3 separate regions of the Mus musculus genome follow, and regions 1 and 2 are each linked to region 3. A link is a contact called in public ChIA-PET and HiChIP or PLAC-seq data. All regions are on one chromosome and are shown on one strand. The core of a region is the stretch at or near the end of the contact, and the rest is flanking DNA. Distances in the headings are between cores, read along the strand shown. Region 1 overlaps Gm40630 (a long non-coding RNA gene). Region 2 overlaps 1700016J18Rik (a long non-coding RNA gene). Region 3 overlaps Foxo3 (forkhead box O3).

Evidence for each region. ChIA-PET counts read pairs in DNA pulled down with a chosen protein or histone mark. HiChIP or PLAC-seq counts read pairs in DNA pulled down with a chosen protein or histone mark.
Region 1: an H3K27ac HiChIP or PLAC-seq map of double positive thymocytes shows a contact between it and region 3, with 6 read pairs. The contact joins two enhancer-like sites. A contact is called at or near these places in 1 of 39 promoter capture datasets (the SN4741 cell line), 3 of 484 Hi-C or Micro-C datasets (Sertoli cells, bone marrow-derived macrophages and nephron progenitors) and 10 of 115 datasets of contacts at active chromatin or transcription factors (the HPC-7 cell line, differentiating embryonic stem cells, double positive thymocytes and 6 more).
Region 2: an RNA polymerase II ChIA-PET map of memory CD8 T cells shows a contact between it and region 3, with 58 read pairs. The contact joins two enhancer-like sites. A contact is called at or near these places in 8 of 39 promoter capture datasets (the 3T3-L1 cell line, 3T3-L1-derived adipocytes, the C10 cell line and 4 more), 2 of 484 Hi-C or Micro-C datasets (bone marrow-derived macrophages and muscle stem cells), 4 of 115 datasets of contacts at active chromatin or transcription factors (bone marrow-derived macrophages, embryonic stem cells and memory CD8 T cells) and 1 of 9 other capture datasets (embryonic stem cells).

Annotation. Positions count from the first base shown.
Region 1 is chr10:42,067,163-42,071,353 of GRCm38.p6, forward strand. Gm40630 (a long non-coding RNA gene) reads right to left here. Exons shown (of 5, transcript XR_871601.1): 3 at 1,359-4,191. Gm51798 (a long non-coding RNA gene) reads left to right here. Exons shown (of 3, transcript XR_003948997.1): 2 at 3,556-3,699. Among named protein-coding and RNA genes, the nearest start is that of Gm40630, 13 kb to the right of the region's middle. Within about 2 kb of position 1,534, at least 39 of the 459 cell types and tissues checked have an H3K27ac peak or open chromatin away from gene starts, as enhancers often do. A contact at or near this core is called in the HPC-7 cell line, double positive thymocytes and memory CD8 T cells, where this site is marked.
Region 2 is chr10:42,028,953-42,033,183 of GRCm38.p6, forward strand. 1700016J18Rik (a long non-coding RNA gene) reads left to right here. Exons shown (of 3, transcript XR_871596.3): 3 at 45-158. Among named protein-coding and RNA genes, the nearest start is that of Gm51798, 12 kb to the right of the region's middle. Within about 2 kb of position 2,244, at least 61 of the 459 cell types and tissues checked have an H3K27ac peak or open chromatin away from gene starts, as enhancers often do. A contact at or near this core is called in memory CD8 T cells and muscle stem cells, where this site is marked.
Region 3 is chr10:42,217,576-42,221,917 of GRCm38.p6, forward strand. The region is part of intron 2 of Foxo3 (forkhead box O3); the gene reads right to left. Among named protein-coding and RNA genes, the nearest start is that of Gm38485, 55 kb to the right of the region's middle. Within about 2 kb of position 2,601, at least 103 of the 459 cell types and tissues checked have an H3K27ac peak or open chromatin away from gene starts, as enhancers often do. A contact at or near this core is called in the HPC-7 cell line, double positive thymocytes, memory CD8 T cells and 1 more, where this site is marked.

The DNA.
Region 1 (4,191 bases), core at 284-2,783, 150 kb before region 3:
GTTCCAGCAGTGGGCGTGGCAGAACGAATGAGCAGGAAGCTCCACCCCTGAGCAAGCAGGTTTCAGGCTGGGGGAGGGGAGACTACAACTAAATAGTGTCCTCCATGCAGTGTTCACAATCTTCCCAATGCTGCAACCTTTAATACGATTCCTCCTGTTGTGGGGACTCCCCCACCCCCATAAAATTATTTTGTTGCTACTTCATAACTGTAATTTTGCTATTGTTATTAGTCATGATGTAAATATCTGATATGTATGCCCGAAGGCACCAAGGAGACCCACAGGTTGAGAACCGCTACTCCATGGTGACTGCTTCAGTTTCTGCCTTGGGTTCCTGTCTTGGCTTTCTTCTATTATGGAAGTCAAGCAAACCCTTTTCTCCCCAAGCTACTTTTGGTCGGAGTGGTTTATCACAACAATAGAGAGTTTACCAGTTTTGTGTGTGTTGGGGGGGGGGGGTTGGAGTTAGTTCCAGCCATGGTGAAAAACTGCAACCAGAACTATAGGAAATATTGATGTGCCCTCTGTCTTAGTTAGGGTTTTACTGCTGTGAGCAGACACCATGACCAAAGTAGCTTTTATAAGGCCAATGTTTACTTGGGGCTGGCTTACAGGTTCAGAGCTTCAGTCCATTATCATCAAGGTGTGAACATGGCAGCGTCCAGGCAGGCATGGTGCAGGAGGAGCTGAGAGTGCTGCATCTTCATCTGCAGGCTGCTGGGAGAAGACTGACTTCCAGGCAGCTAGGATGAGGGTCTTAAAGCCCACACCCACCGTGACACACCTACTCTAACAAGGCCACACCTTCTAATAATGCCACTCCCTGGGCCAAGCATATACAAACCATCACACCCTCCAATGAAGCAGGGTTTCTTAAATAAGACAAAAGCAAAAGTTAGCATGAAACAATTATACACTGAGTTACATGACTTAGAAATTAGTCTTTCTCTCTCTTTGTTTCTATCATTTGTTTTTGAAGACAGAGTTTCTCTGTGTAGCCCTGGCTCTCCTGGAACTTGCTTTGTAGATCAGGCTGGCCTCAAGCTCACAGAAATCACCCTCCCTTGCCTACACAGTGCTGGGATTAAAGGAGTGTACCGTCATGCCCTGCTAGAAATGGTTTTTCATGATAAGTATACCACTGACAAAGTGAAAAGACAAACATAGACTTGGTGAAGACATCTGTATCTCACATTGCCAAGCAATCGCTATAAAAAGTATACAGTCTATTCTTAAAAGTTATAAAGAAAAAGTAAACACAACCCTCCAAAAAAGAAAGAATGTATAAAATTGTGTGTGTGTGTGTGTGTGTGTGTGTGTGTGTGTTAATTATTCTTTTGGTCACTGTGACCACATACCTGTCCAGGACTTAGGAGAAGGAATGATTTGTGCTCCTGGTTCAGGAGTGCCTTCACCTTCATGCAGAAAGCCTGGCTGTCAGGAAGCAGAAAGCCTGCAGGAAGCAGGCCAGGCTCTAACCTACTAGACTTACCAGTGGTGACCCATTTCCTCCAGTTTGGCCCCACCTCCGCCACATCCTCCCTGAAATGCCACCATCTGAGGACCAAACATTCAAATAAGAGCTGTGGGAGACATTTCACACTGAAACCGCAGCTGACTGCAACCAAGCAGGTAGCAGAAGAGGACATTTAATGGTCTGTGGTCACATGAAAATGTGTGCTATTAAATTAAAAGTCAGAGAGATGCAAATTAAAACAATCAGAAGCTGTTTCATGCCCCCCAGAAGTGAGACAGTACCAGCAGGTGATTAGAATGGAGAGAAACACAGGGACACATTTGGAAGCTAACAGCTGACCAACAATTCCACTTCCGTGTGTCCAGAGACATGGGGACTGGAAGAATGTCCTTTTCAGTATTCTGAAATAGCTAACCGTGAAAGCAAGTCGCCTGACCCACAGGAGTAAAAAGGAGCGAGAACAGTGTGGTTACAGAAGCAGTTCAACACTGCGTTCATCACAGTGAGTGAGCCAGGTCAGCTGGATGGCTCTGGGATGGGTAAATCCAACGGGCATAACTAGCTAAAAATGAAGCAAAGTAACACATGATTTATATGAAATTTAAAGTTCATGAAACAAGAGTACGGATTGCTTATCAGTACACAGTACAGACGTTCAATCTTCCTGGTTGCTAGGCACATCCATGAAAAGGAAAAGGCCCTTCAATCCAGCTGTGCTAATACCGCACTGTCTGGAGAGGCCCTGGAACTTACACTCCACAGCGTCTGACTTATGTCTTTATTTATTGCAGGTGGGAGTTGAACCAAGGGCCTTGGGCATGCTCAGTAAGCACTTACCACGGAGCTGCACCCAGACACACTTGAGACCAAATGAGGCCAACATGAGAACTGGCCACAAAATTTGTACAAAGAATGCTGAATGGTTTCCAGAAGTTTCTGGTGTTACCTGTTAGTTTCTCTTTCCTAAGCAATTGGTGATGACTCTCAATGAGTGGGGCTCTGGGATGGCTCTGGGACGACCCTGGGATGCAGGGATGGCTGTAGGGATGAGTCTGGCCTGCTCTATGAGCTGCCATGCTGGCCACAGCCTCTAAATCTTTTGGCTTGGTAGAAGAGAACCATGATCTTCCCTTAATTTTCCCATCGCACATAATATGCACATTTACACACGACTTCAGGTACCCACATCATACACACTCAAAACCACGAAGAAACACTAGAACCACTCCCTCATCCAAACACCTGGATTCCTCCCTTCTCTGCAACAAGAGCAGGCTGTTTAACCATTCAGTGTTGAGTAGATAGTGTGGAGTCAGATCTGATTACATAACGGCAGACTGTGGAATGGTGGGGTGTGATGCCCACAAACACACTGCTCTTAGATAACAAAGGGCAGTGGTATAATCCACACTGGGACCGCCGTAACACAGTAGCCCACGCTCACATTCTGTGACTTTTCTTTCTCACTTTGGGAGCAGAGCTAACCTCATCCAACAGTCTAGCTCCGAGTTCAAGGGCTCTACTGTATGTAAAGCTCTTCTCTACGTTGAGAGACAACCCTTCTTTTTCCCATGCCCATTCTCCAAGGCCCTCACACCCTACTACTCTACTGTCGTGGAGTCGGTAGTTGTCTGATCCTTATTTCTCCTGCTACTTTTTTGGGATGGTGCCGCAAGATGCTGTTTGTCTTTGATTCATCACAGGGACTCATTCCTACAAGCAGCCACACAGTCCAGGCGCTGTGCTGGATCAGGGTCCTCCGCGGACCCTCACAGCCGACAGCAGTGGACAGCTGCTCCATTATGTGCAATTGGCTGTTTGTGTTTTCAGTCCTAGGGATTCAATTCAAGGTTTTGAGGATCCAGACAAGTGCCCTACCCACCGAGCTGTACCCCAGGCCAGAAGCTTGGGAGCACCCACCTCATTCTATTGAATTTGGATGATGAGTTCAGAGGTGTAGACAGCTCTTAGCTTTAAAAAATGGCATGCCTGTGGGAAAACTTCTTTTGCAAATCAGGAAGAAAATGCCTCTTTGTATGAATCACTTTTTTTTTTTTTTGGTTTTGTTTTGTTTTTAGTGTGTTGGCAGAAAGAGCAACTAGCAAACCATTCCTGGAAGGCCTTCTGCGTCCCTTAGAATCCACACGTGGACATCCCTGGAACCTGGCCCGTAGGTGGCAGTCTCCCTTCATCCTGGTTCCTGGATCACAGCCCTCAGGACTGTAGGTGACACTTGTATCTTTAGTGTCTCCTAATGTTAACCGTTTCCTCTCCTCGGTGGTCTGCTCATGGGTGGGGGCGGGGCACACAGACACTAAGTAGAACTGAAGAAAGAAACGTGACCTGGAACAGTTCAGAGCCAGAAGCTGGGGTGGCACCTGCTCCCCACAAGCTGCCCTAGGATCCTCTTGCAGAATGGATAAGTAGCAGACAGTTGCTCATGATAAGCAAAATGAGGTAGATAAAGCTGCTGAGAATCAACCTGTTTGCAAAAAGTCGTTCATGTTGGTGTAAGCCTTTGTCCCTGTCTGGTCTCCCCTCCCTTCCTTGCCAACACATCCCCACAGAGTTTGCAGTGGGCCTCCCTCTCCTAAATAAGGCCCTGCCCTCACCCGCCCCCACAGACCTCCTCAACAAGATTCAGAGAGACCCAGCAGAGGTGAAGACTGCAACATATTCATGGGTACACATGAATGAACCCTCCTCCTGCTGCT
Region 2 (4,231 bases), core at 994-3,493, 190 kb before region 3:
CAATATCCTGACCTATAACCCTATGTTTTATTCTCTTGAGACAGGTCTCTCACTAAACCCCGGAGCTGGGTTGCTGGCCAGCGAGCAATCTCGAGTCACCTGCATCGCTGGCAGAAAGAGCTTTGATTCACTAAGCCATCTCAACCCTATCCCCACCCCACCCCCAAACAGCATTGAGACGTGGATGACTGTGGAAACTGATTGAACCAGAGGGGCGTGGCCTAATGCATTAGAGGGCAGTAACCCCAGGGCCTGCCTGTGCAGGCTCTCCTCAGCTCTTCTGAGAAGCATGTCTTCACTGCTATAGGCTAACCTCTCCTGAAATGGGGGTTGTATCATCAATAAACAGACAAGATAAGTCAGTGAACTTCCTGTCTTGTTGTTCCTTGGCTTTGAGACAGGCTCTCTCCATATAGCCCAGGCTGACCACTGTGTCTAACTTGTAGTTTTCCCGCCTCCACAAGCCGAGTGCTGCCTACATGCCTGCCTCACTACTCCTGACTGTACTCAGCATTACATTTACAGTTGCATTTATTTGTGCATTTATGTGCCAGTGTGTGTGTGTGTGTGTGTGTGTGTGTGTGTGTGTGTGTGTGTAGGGCACACTCGTGTGCTACAGTGGGCATGGGGAAGCCAGAGGACACCTCACAGGAGTCAATTCTCTGCTTGCACCACCCGGGGGCGTACTTAACATTGTCAGGAACCTGCAAACTGCTCTCCACAGCAGCCTACAGTTTACATTCTCATCAGTAAGCTACGGGTGCTCCGATTTACCACATTTGGACAGTTCTTCCTGTTGTCTGGTTTTGGTTATAGCCATCCTAGTGAGTGTAAGGAGAGATCTGAAGATGGCTTTAGTTTACATTTCCATTGGGATCAATGATACTGATTGAGTATCCTTTTATATGTATATCAGGGTGTGTGTGTGTGTGTGTGTGTGTGTGTGTGTGTGTGTGTGTATCTTGGAGAAATGCTAACCCAAGTGCTTTGATAGTTTAAAGGTTGTTTGTTTGCTTTTTCATTATTGAGAAATGAAGACTATTATTTTGGACGTTAGACCCTTCCTACAGATTGTGCAGCTATCTTCTCCAAACTGAAGCATTCTGTTCTGGGGAGAGGAAGGGGAAAACTCGAAGGCTTAGAAAGCTCAGGAACATTACAGGAAGCTCAGAAAGCTACTAGCCTCACACACAATCCCTCCCACAGCAATTGCCCTGGAGCGGAGCCTTTTTGGTGTTGCTGCCTACAAACTGGGCTACAGGCTCTTGGATGTGGCTTACATGCACTGCTAGCTGGGGTAGGAGACTTTGGGTGATGGAACTGGTCACCCATGCTTCTGCCAATAACCGTAATAAACTCATTTGTTCAGCAAGTAAGACTTTGGGGGAGTGGTTTCCTTACTTCTCCTTGGTGCCCCAACTGTAGTGAACAGACATTTGGTCACACCTCCTGAGGAATATTCACACAACATCCCGTGTGGAATTGGCAGAGTCTCCCATTCTATTGGGTTTTGGGAGGTAGGGGCAGAGGTTGTTTGTTTTTGAGACAGGGTTTCTCTGGGCAGCTCTGGCTGGCCTCGAACTCACTCTGTAGAGCAGGCTGGCCTCAAACTTGGAGATCCACCTGCCTCTGCCTCCCAAGTGCTGGGATTTGCTCAGACTGTTGTCTGAGTTGCCACCCTGCTCATTCCCTAGTGGTTATTTTCACTTTCTTGATAAAATCCTTCAATGTTACAGGTTCTTAGATTTGTTAGGGTCTAATTTACCCCAGCCCCTGTGTATTGCTTCTGCGTTTGATCCCAGACCCAAGACCCCATTTCATTAAGGTCATGATGCTTTCCTCCTGTGTTCTTCTAAAAGTTTTATTGGTTTAGCTCTTGACATAAGCTATTGATCTATTTTGAGTTTCCTCTTACATGTGGTGTAATAACTAAGCTTCATTCTTTGGCTTGGTCTATCTCGTCTGGACTGTTGAAAAGAGGAGAAATATTTTTTGAGGCAGTGGTATACTGTGGTCACCTAAATGATGCAGGGCCTGGGGAACCAGCGTGGTTTTCAGGGTCTCAGTGTGTAAGCTACTGGAGAGTGGAGCAGGGTGGACTGCTGTGGCCAGCTGAGGAGACAAATCACTCCCTCTCGGCTGGAGCAGCGTCAGCAGGCACCCGGACTCCCATGAGCGGCTGGAGTAGAGAGGAGAGATGGCTCTTGATAGCGCCAAGGTCAAACTTTGCTGAGGCAGCAGCAGTGGTGAGCCAAGGCCACCAGAGGGCACAGCAGAGGTGGTACCCAGTGGGAACACATGAAATGGCCTCTTGGGGTCACGTGGCAGCCAGAGAAGCTGCTCGGAGGCTAGGAGGGAAAGGGCATGGAGCCAGGTGGCGGTGGCGGTTCGGAGCCCCACGGAGGTAGATCATTACGGTGGCAGGTCGGAGCCCCACGAGCCGGGTCTTTACGGTGGCAGTGGCAGGTCGGAGCCCCAGACCATTGCCGAGAGTCATTGCTTGTCCTCTACCACAAGGAATGAGTTACAGTTCCCTTCCCTTTTCAAAATGCAGCTCAAAAGAGCGCGTTCTGTCTTCAGGGCCCCAGCTCTCTGTGAGAAACTCTGCACCAGACTTGAAAATTAAGCTGTGTTTGCCAAACATAGTTTTTGAATGACTGCTTTTTAAGGTCACTGATCATATATGCAGCAGAGAAAATATAGGAAGAAAGAGGGATCATTGACTTAAAACTTGTGGGGAAGGGAGTCCCGAAAAGCTAATAGGCTTCTGTAATAGTCACCTGTTTCAAAATTTTCAGATGTCAGGGCAACAGCTCATCCTTACTTTCACACAATTCCTGGGCATTTTTCATTATGCAGTAAGCGTAAGATTTGAAATTAAGTTTCCAGATGAAGGAAGAGATCCCCACCCTAAGGCCTTCCTGTCACATAACTAAGACAACTGAGGACAATAACCCCCCTGAAAGGGTTAATTCTGCAAAACAAAACAGCCCCCCCAAACCCCCAAAGAAAAAACAACAAAAAAAGAAAACAAAAACAAACAAACAAACAAAAATGAACCCCAGAGAAAACCACGAGGTGCTTTTTGGAACATTCCTGATAACGCACACATCTGTATTACACTCTCAACCCCATGGGCCTGGTGCCATCTCTGAATAGCAGAGAAACACTGAGCCAATGCCTGACAGGATCGTTCAGAGCCAGAACCCCAGGAAAGCCCCAATAATAACTAAAATCTACAAAAGGAAACAGCGGTAAGGCCCATTGCCCTTTTATTAAAGATGCTATTTCAAACCTGCCCCACTGCTGAAATCGGGGGGGGGGGGGGGGCGCTGATCTGGCAGCGGCAGCAACCACACGGTGGTATCAGGTGGTATCAGCCCGAGGGAGATACATTTATAGGCATCAACAACCTAAAAGAAGGATGCTCTAAAAGTGGTTTGAAAGAAGGACACTTTGGACCCGTTAAACACAACACAAATGTTACAATGTGTGTAAGCCAGCGGCCTCTGCATGTCTAGTGAGGGTGGTGGCCTAAGCGGAGTACAGCAGCGTATCCATCCACTTTATGAACTGAGTCAGGTAAATGATACAGCGGTCAAGGGTACCTGCCAGTAGCTTTGTTGAGGCAGGAGAGGAGAATCACAATGAAGTTTTTCCTTCTGTTCTTTAAAACATTGTTAAGGTTGCTATTTTTTCTGTTGCAGGGAGGGGACATTCCCTTTTAGTTACCTGTAAAAGGATACAAACTCCAATGCACTGGGCATTTCGTATTGAAAACTTTCAAATTTAAGTTTAGTCACACTGGTCTGGAATTCCCCTACCCCGCCTTCCAACCCCATTCCCCTCATGCAATATTAAATGACCTGGTCCACGTCTGGAGATACATCTAACAACAAAATGATATTAAATTACATCTATCATGGGGTATAGGCTCTTTGGGTGCCAAGGTCTTCGGTGGAAATGCTTGCGGAGAGAGTAGGGCGGGTTTCCAGAGAAAGGGTGCTTGAGCACGGGAAGGGAAGCTGAGTTTGGCCCCAGGGAAGAACTCCCCAGACCTGCCTTATTCTGTCTCCACCAGTGGTACTCTGCGATGTACTGTGGAGAGCTCACATCCTTGGCATTTTGTCACGTCACACGTCTGGTCCTCTGCGTCAGAGACACAATGCTTTGCGTACCCGGTTTCATTTCGCCTTGCAGAACTTCCGGTGGCGAGCAAGAGTCTCTCTAG
Region 3 (4,342 bases), core at 1,351-3,850:
ACAGCTCCATGGTCCTACCTGTGCCCCAATAGGTATTCCTCTCTATACCACTAATTTTCAAACTTTATATTCATCACTAGAAACGTTTTCTCAGTCTTCAGTAAGACTTAAAACACAGAGCAAAGAAAGTGGAAAGGTTTTGGGTCAATAAAATAGGAACAGAAGGTCCAGGGTATCCCAAATGCCAGTCTTCTATCACAGGTCCCTCCAAGAGCCTGTGGGGTTTCTCAGAAGGACCACATCTGAATTACCCACCCATCCCACATTCCTCTCCACTCCTGCCTTACATATCTACAGATGCCATGTGCATGTGTGCCAAGCATGACAGAAGCATGTGCAGCCCGACATAGCCAAGAACGTGGAAAAACAGGTAAAATGTACTCATATGCCACTTCTTAATGACGTGTGTATGTGTAGATGCGTACACATGTGCACATGGCAGTCAGAGGATGGCAGCCTTGCGTGTCATCCGTAGGCACGCGATCTATTTCTTTTTGAAGTCAGAGTCTATTATTGACCTGGAGTGCACACACCAATTAGGCTAGACTGGCTGGCCAGAGAGCTCCAGCGACCTGCCTGTCTCCACTTCCCCAACCCTGGGTTTCAGCCACACATCACCACACCCAGCATTTATGTGGGTGGGATCCTGAGACCCGGGAGACAGCTCCCCAACTTAACCATTTTACCATTTTGTCTCTTCACTGTGTTAACCTCATACATTTCAAATATAATCTGTCCTGTGTCACTGCTTTTACCCTGAACATATCTTTGCTTAGAAAATAAAATTGTACCATACTCATAAAAATGTCAGAACGCTATTTCTGATAACTTCTGAACTACACAACAAATTTTTAACATTATAATCAATTGGAGTGAGGAGAAAACGAAGACAATATTAGGCCTAGGGGAAGATGAATGATTGGGGTGCGTATAAGCACGACAGCAGGAACAAACCCTCAGGTAGAGTCAAAATCTCAATTCTATACACGACATCAGGAGTTTTGATTACGTGTGATAACCTACACAAGTTGTGATTTTTGTGTGTACATGCATAATAATGTTGAGAGGCCAGTCCCACATTTGATTATTAACTAGCTTTGCTCACCTCCTATTCTGGGGAAGAGAATCAAGGGCTAGATTTAGGGTTTTTTGTTTGTTTTTGTGGCTCTTCTTCTTCCAGTCTCATCATACAGCCCCGGCAGGCCTAGAACTCATTCTGCTCTCCAGCTTAGCCTTGGACCTACAGGCCCACACCTCTGCCTCCTACATGCTGGAATCACAAGCTTGTACCATCAGCCAGGACCAGCCCTGTGCTCGCTCCAGACTCAGTTTTCCTCTTGTGTCCTGCACTGCTCACCCAGAGGAACCTCGAGAATCTATGCTTCATGTCCCCAGGGCACGCATCACACCTAAAAGAGAGGCTGAGTGGTTAAGAGCAAGCCCTGGCTGCTCTAGCAGAGGACCTGTGCTCAGTTCCCAGAAGCCATGTGGTGGCTCACAACTATCTGTAAGTCCACTTCCAGGGGATCTAATGCCTTCTAAGGCCTTCTTCTGGCCTGTGGGGAACACCAGACACGCTCATGATACAGGCACAACATGCATGCAGACAACACTCACACACGTTAAATACATTTAAAAACAGGCAACAGAACATAAGCTGTTATGCATGTAATGTGGTACAACAATAAATACTTCCGCTGGGGGAAACCTCAGAGCCTATGCGACACTCAGAACCCCGACTCTGCTCATTCTCAGCATGTGACTCACACTCAGTGGTTCAACTCCAAATGTCCAGGACACTGAAGAGTTACCAGGGTGCCTAGGCTCTGTAAGTTCTCAAACTCTTTCAGGGAGTACAAGGCTGGGAACAGGGGCAGTGTGAAATGTGAGGCTCAATGGGGGTGGGGGAGGGGCTTCCCGTCTGAGCAGATTCAGCTTCCTGGGTTTCATCAAGGAACGGTATCATCATCAGGTCGTACTCTTACTCTAGCCCTCCTCCTGAAACTTTCCAGAGATGTCCATACATGTCTAACCAAGGAGGCCACCTCCCAACATGCAGTGATAAAAAGGCTGGGCTGGGTTAGTCCACTTCTTTCTCAGAATGCAACGTATCACACACCTCATGTCCAGTTGGAAGCACCCCCACTGAGCAGCTCATGCCGCCTGTAACCCTAGCTCCAAGGGGATATGTCGCCTGAGGCTTCCATAGGTACCTGCACTCACTTATACGTACTATCTACATGCGAAATCTACAGGTAACGTCTACATGTATGTGTACATGGGCACATACTCACATGTAGATACACACATACACATAACTAAAAAATAAGTAAAAAATTTCCAATAAAGTCAAATAAAGACACAAGGTCTTAGGGGGCTTAATGTACTCTCTATCCCCTGACCCCAGGCCGTCCCAACACGGGGAGGGGCTATGATCAGAGAGCAATATTGAGCCTATGGGGCAAGCATGCTGTGTGTGTGTCCCCACCCAAACTTCTCCTCTTTAAAGCTTCTCTGGAAAGGTGTAGTGAAAGGACAGCCGAGCCTAGCTCATGTCTGCATTCCCCCGCTCGCTTGATCACTTGACAGGATGAAGCTCGCTTGATCGTGTGCAGTGGGTGGTGCTTGATGCACCCAACACCTGCAAGTGCATTAAGTCACACAGAGAATGAGACATGGCACAGGGAATGTATTCCTTGTCAGAAACCAGGGGACGGAAGAAGGTGCCCATCACACTGTAGAGGCAGCCTACACACACCCACCCACACCATGTACACACACACCACACACACTCACACCCACCCACACACACCACATACACACACACCACCCCCACTCACACCCACCCACCCCCACCCACACCCACCCACCCCCACACAGACACACACACCCACACACACACACACACACACACACACACACACACACACACACACCAGAGCTGGCTGTTTCTCTAAAGAGAAGCCAAAATGGAAAGGAAGCAAAGCCTGGGCCTTAACCTCAACCACCCTGGGGACAGTTCAGGAAATGAGCAGACAGGTCCTGCCCTTTCGAGGTCCTCCCTCCGCACAGCTCCTCCTGTGCGTCTCGGGGGCTTTGGCTGGCATGAGGTCACCACTTCCTTACCCCTCAGCTCAGTCTTATCTCTGGAATCCTGAGTCACCTGGGGCAATATCCTCTTATCACCTGGAAGAACAGCCTTTCCAGCACCCATCCATCCTTATAACCTCACTGTGCCTGTACATGGACTTGCAGTGTAAGTTGCTACTGTTTCATTTTCTCCATGTCTTATTCTACACTATTAACTAACGTTATTGAGGAAGAAACTCAAACACAGGGGTGACATTATTTCCTAAGGTCAAATAAGCAGAGCAATGTGAGCAACCTAGCAGTAGAGCCTACTCCAGTGGTATGTAACGAAGTCACAGGCTTCTGTCCTAGTAGTCAAAACTCCTGTGTGATTAAAAACGTGAGTGGCCCAGTCAGAGGGAAGGGTCTGCAGTCTGCTCTGAGCAGCTGGTCCCCAGATCTAGGAGATTCAACTTTCCTTTTAAGAGGTTGCAACCAAACTGACTCCTGTATAGTAAGAAAAGCAAAAAAATAGCACAAAGGTATAGACAAAGGCCATTCATTAGGTAATCTCCCCCTCACCAGCCATTTAAAACTGGAAACTGAGAACCGATCATGTTCTTAATGTCTGAAAGAAGAAAACGCAGCACGTGACTGTCCTCCACATGAGAGTGCGGCACCCGGCATCAAAGAGTGCATTGTGCTACACACACACAACGGGGGCAGACTTGTAATGACGCAAGTATGTGACCTTCAGGCAGCAAACACACTGTCTGCTACCCTAATACGTTCTAGCTTTTACTGTAGAAACAGTTTTCTCAGCATCTCCTAGGCTCTACAGACCTTAAATACTATCTTGTCTACAGTAAACATACAATCTTTTTTTTTTAAAGTCAGCTAATCGGACAAATTCCTCCTCTCCCCCTATGTCTTGCACTTGAATCAGTTTCTTACAAAGCTGGGCTCAGGATCATTCACTGTGATTACCTCTGTTTCCTTAACCATGGCAACCCGCACTGTAACTGCTCACTATCCCTCCACTCGGTGTACGTGGGCACAGAGCACACAGCACGTATTAACCTGGACCCCACTGAACATCGTGCTCAGCGGGTGATGCATTTATGACAGGACTCTCCTCCTATGTTTAAGTCCCCAGCTAATGATGCTACCACGCTAACATCCCATGTCAGAGGTGTTCCCAGCTGACGGCCACTTTAAAGTTCCAGCGTCCGTCCTGGTGAAATGGAGAACCCCTGTCCAAGCCAAGGTTACT